Linked DNA regions of Danio rerio: region 1 is linked to region 2. A link is a contact called in public HiCAR-type data. All regions are on one chromosome and are shown on one strand. The core of a region is the stretch at or near the end of the contact, and the rest is flanking DNA. Distances in the headings are between cores, read along the strand shown. Region 1 holds the start of tcerg1b (transcription elongation regulator 1b (CA150)). Region 2 holds the start of crebrf (creb3 regulatory factor).

Region 1 (2,700 bases), core at 40-2,539, 230 kb after region 2:
AGGTGAATTGGGTATGCTAAAATTGTACGTAGTGTATGAGTGTGTATGGGTTTCCCAGAGATGGGTTGCCGCTGGAAGGGCATCCGCTGCGTAAAACAAGTGTTGGATAAGTTGGCGGTTCATTCCGCTTTGGCGACCCCCGATTAATAAAGAGACTAAGCCGACAAGAAAATGAATGAATAAATACGAAATTAATGGAGCGACCTTTGACGCTCTCACCGCCTATGGTGTGAACACAGTTAGACGCTGACTAGACACAGAATTTTTGTCACCTGACATCACGACCTAAATCTAACCTAATATTAGCATCTTATGATGTTGTGTGCCTGCTGGGTAATAACTAAATGCACTACAGAATGTTATGTTTACACATTCAAAACTTACATGTAAATGCATCAGCTTTTCACAGCGTAATACTCACTACTCATGAGTACTTTTAAAAGGTACACTTTTTATTCATACCTTGAGTAATATTTACAACAGATACTTTTACTCTACTTGCACTACATTTTTTGGCAAGTAATGGTAGTTGAGTATGATTTTTCAGTACTCTTTCCACCACTGATAATATAAAATAAATAATTGAATACATTATATGGTTCAGTATTAGTTTCTACAATTGTATATAATCTAATATAGCGCACAAATATGTGGTGATAAATCACAACCAAAGTTATCATGACATTAATTTATGGTCTTCATGATCATTCATGATCAACCCAAACCCTTAAAATGCTCATTTGAAAATCGTATAAGTTATCGACTATATTCCTATTTAAACTGCTTGAAAATAAACTAAATATAGCTTAATTAATCACAAAGACATCCCAACATGTGAAATGTCACTTAAGCATTAAAAGGATCGCTGTCGTAAAGATGCCAGTGGGCTAAAGTTAGCAAGCCATGACATGAATAGCCAACAAATTGTCAAACAAACCATTTGATGTTACATTACCACAAAATATTCGCAATTTGATGTTGTTCTGAAGTGTATGGTTTTGCTCGTTGTGCATTTTAGTCACGCGTGAACTATAAAAACAGAACAACAAACATACTGGATGCTCAGAAAGCTAGCAAGAATGCTAACTGTGCCAGCGTATTTCCCCCAAAAACTAGCTCTAAAGAAACACCTGCTGTATAGCTAGGGTATAAAATGTAAGGAGATTTCTGCATGAATGTATTGTTGTTATACTGGCTCGTGTAACTTAGTAGTCTCAGTTGTTATCTGACCTGTTCTCCCCGAGCTGAGCGCTCTCTGCTTCTATGTTCTCCGCCATAGCTCCAGAAACTAAACACGCCACAGCTAAACTTCCTGTCGGTGAAGCGCTTCCTCACACCGTCCTTCACGCTATTGGCTGGATTTACTGCTTATTAAAAGTCATCTTTAAAGCAATATTGATTTAAAGGGCACCTATTATGCAAACATCTAAATTTATAAGCGATTTAAACACAGTTGTGTGGCATCAGTGTGTAAATATAACCAGCCTCTAATTGTAAAAATTAATTGATTATATTTTTAATAATCACACTTCATAAACAGTCTGGAGAAACACTGATATTTTTTCTTTGTACATGCTATTGGAGGGTAAGCCCCGCCCATTCGTGACGATCTTGCCCTCATTAGCATAGACAGCCCTGAGTGAGAAGCAGCCGTACATCAGCCAGAGTTTTCACACTGTACCTGCTGAAGATAATGGCTGTTTCTTAATAAGCGTTCTTCAGCGATCTTGCGTCCTTGTGTTCTCGTCTAACGTCGTTAACCACCATGTTCAGTTCAAGACAGCAAAAACAAAGATATGTGTTCTTGATATCGAGGATGCATCAATGCAGACTTGAGCGCAAAACTCGCTCAAAGCCCCAGAGGTCATTGTGACTTAATAAAGTAGGTAGGTAGCGCAGCATTTTATACCTTTATTTAATGTTATTTATAAAGTTATTTTATACCTTTATTATTAAAGTTCAGAACTATAACTTATTTATCTCAGGAGTGTTATATTAATTCGTATTAAATCTGTTTTATTTGTATTGTTTAAAGTATATTTCTTAGTGTTTTGCGCATGTTATATATATTCAAAGAGTAATATCCCTACTCAATATATATATATTGATTTGATGTACAAGCGTTTGGTTGGAAGCTTGATTCCACGGCTCCACTCCATCTGGTAGTCCCTTCTGCCCAGGCTGCAATTTCAGCAGTGTTTTGCAACAGTTTGTGCCCATCATGAGGCTTTTTGCCTTTAAAGTGTTCAATGGGATACATATATGTATATGTGTGTCTGTGTGTATATATATATATATATATATATATATATATATATATATATATATATATATATATATATATATATATATATATATATATATATATATGACTTTGGGGTCAGTCTGACTTTTAAATGTTTTCAAATAAGTTTATTTAATCCAAAATACAGTGCAAATTCAAAAGTAGTTTATTTAATTCAATGATTTATTCCAGTGTTTTAAATAAATTTTTAGCTTTTTAGTGAAATCATTTAGAGAAATTATTAATATTATTTATGGTAATAGGATTAAAAGCAATAACGACTGAAGTAATAATTTTATTTGAAACTACATTAAGAAAGCAATTATTTAAAATTTGTATAAATATTATACATTTTTTTTACATTTAATAAATGCCGCCTTGATGAACAGAATAAAAAACAACTTCTCCAAACTTTT
Region 2 (2,700 bases), core at 111-2,610:
CTGCGCCAACGCCCACGCTTAGCGGCTTTCTGATTGGCTGTATGCAAATACACAGCCCGCCTCCGCGTATATACGACAGAAAGGCTCGCTGTCGATCATGAGCAATTGCGCATAAACGCCCCGCCCCATAGCGCTCGGTTGAGTCAACAAGCAACAAACAATATTGCGGGCCTCCCCACGTTACGTAAACAGATGGAATGCAAAGCGTTATTCCCGCATAAAGTTAGCTCACAGACAAATTATGAACTCATCAAGTAGCTAAGTTAATGAGCATTATCCTACGATAAAAACGAGCAGTTCAAACGCATCTGAAATATATATTTCAAGATATTTAGGTGCACAAACAAAACATATTAAACTCATTTAGCATAGTTAAGAGTATTCCAAAGCATTGCTGATATCAGGGAAACTATCGTGTTTCGATTTCACTTTGCATCGTGCAGATGGGGGGCGTGTACCCTTATAGACATGTCGGGTTGATCATCTATAAACACACAAGTCTACAAATCACCCATCAACTCGAGTGATCAATCAATTCACCATAGCCTAGCATTGCTTTTAATTCCATTTATCAGGCGTTTTCAACTTTTAAACAACTAATCTGTGTGTAATTGTGTCAATTCAATCAGTAGCATGTTTATTGTGATAATGTACGGCTTGACAGACTCGTCCATGGAGATTCACAACACACACAAACACTCCAGCCTAACTAACCTCCAATAAATACACACTGATTTCACTATTGTGAAAGTGCAGTATCCAAATACGCATTAAGCACGTCTAATTTAGATGATCAGCACATCAATTCAGATTTGAATATGAGGTGTGGGTGTGTCAACTCAAATGTGAGCTGCATTGCTGGTGTCCTCCAGGACTAGACTCGGGGAGTAATGTTCTAGAAGTTCTTGTGTAACTGAAAGCTAACAAGCAACATCTTCTGCCCTTACTCAGCGCCAGCTAAGCAACCGCCGGGGGAAAATATTGATCTGAAAGGACAAACGGGCACCTCAGGATGACAGACCACACATATTATCCCACAACCAGTGAGGTAAACAAATGAAAACTGGTTAGAGTTTAAAAAGGAACTGGAGCGCTGCTTTCACACTATGGCCTCCGTGTCCCTCCCCTCTGCTAGCGAAACTTAGCCCGAGAGCTAGCTACAAGAAGCAATGTTTTGATCATCCTCAAACAACTGTCCACACACGCTTCACAGCGCTGTCATAGTCAAAAAGGTGACTCACCTTCAAGCTACCCACGCACTAGCGAAAATAGGTGGTAACTCCAATTTTACTCGTCTTTAGGAAAACTTAATGTCATTTCTTCTCAATCCACGCCGTCTTCCTCTCTGGTTTGTTTTGTTTATCTTCTTCCTGACGGGTTCCTGGAAAGCGCGTGACTGCCTCGTCACGTGCTTCTGCACTGGCCAATCACGGCGAGCGCTCTTTCATCAGAAAAACAAGTCATTTAAATATCTTTGTGCAGAGCTTTCATACACTACTTAACGGTGATTATATTATATTATATTATATTATATTATATTATATTATATTATATTATATTATATTATATTATATTATATTATATTATATTATATTATATTATATTAACCACAGGCAGAAATTAAAATATTTTTTGTAATCTTTGATGTGCAGTTGTATGAATTTCTTTTGATAACGTTTTTCTTTTTCTTGGATTTGGTTGTGAGGGAAAGACAGCCAGCAGCACAAGTGTTCTGAATAGATGGGAACTTCTCCAGGAATGTTGGAACAGCATCTCAGGATGTTCTTCAAGTAGTTTAAGTGAATGCCCAGAGAGGTTAGAGCTGGGATCTACATAGAGTCTGTCTGTCTACCTTTCTATCCTGTCTGTCTGTCTGTCTGTCTGTCTCTCTCTCTCTCTCTCTCTCTCTCTCTATCTATCTATCTATCTGTCTGTCTGTCTGTCTGTCTGTCTTGCCGGTTTATCTGTTTATCCTGTCTGTCTGTCTGTCTGTCTGTCTGTCTGTCTGTCTATCTGTATGTATGTATGTCTGTCTGTCTGTCTATCTTGCCGGTTTATCTGTTTATCCTGTCTGTCTGTCTGTTTACCTATATATCCTGTCGGTTTATCTGTTTATCCTGTCTGTCTGTTTATCTATCTATCATGACTGTTTGTCTGTCTGTCTGTCTGTCTGTCTGTCTGTCTGTCTGTCTGTCTATCTATCTATCTTTCTGTCTGTCTGTCTGTCTAGCTATCTGGTCAGTTTATCTGTTTATCCTGTCTGTTTCTCTGTCTATCCATTATGTCTGTCTGTCTATCTATCTTGTCGGTTTATCTGTTTATCCTGCCTGTCTTTTTATCTATCGATCAAGTCTGTCTCTCTATTTGTCCGTCCGTCTGTCTTTCCATCCATCATCATGTATCTATCTATCTATCTATCTATCTATCTATCTATCTATCTATCTATCTATCTATCTATCTATCTATCTATCTATCTATCTATCTATCTATCTATCTATCTATCTATCTATCTATCTATCCATCCCGTCTGTCTCTTTGTCTTGTCGGTTTATGAGTTCATTCAGTCTGTCTGTCTGTCTACCTTCCCTGTCTGTCTATCTATCTTGTCGGTTTAGCTATCTATCCTGTCTGACTATCTATCTTGTCAGTTTATCTGTTTATCCTGTCTGTCTAACTGCTTATCTATCCATCCCGTCTGTC

What was found. HiCAR-type assays count read pairs that join an accessible place to other places.
Region 1: a HiCAR-type map of caudal fin shows a contact between it and region 2, with 7 times the contacts expected there. The contact joins the promoter of tcerg1b here to the promoter of crebrf in region 2. A contact is called at or near these places in 2 of 18 Hi-C or Micro-C datasets (hematopoietic stem cells and an unstated tissue) and 2 of 4 datasets of contacts at active chromatin or transcription factors (caudal fin and embryo).

The regions. Positions count from the first base shown.
Region 1 is chr21:45,480,023-45,482,722 of GRCz12tu, forward strand. tcerg1b (transcription elongation regulator 1b (CA150)) reads right to left here and starts at 1,290. Exons shown (of 20, transcript XR_012396929.1): 1 at 1,231-1,290.
Region 2 is chr21:45,254,361-45,257,060 of GRCz12tu, forward strand. crebrf (creb3 regulatory factor) reads right to left here and starts at 1,361. Exons shown (of 9, transcript XM_005170286.6): 1 at 1,242-1,361. It overlaps LOC141379917 (a long non-coding RNA gene), which reads left to right and starts at 842. Exons shown (of 4, transcript XR_012396939.1): 1 at 842-1,048.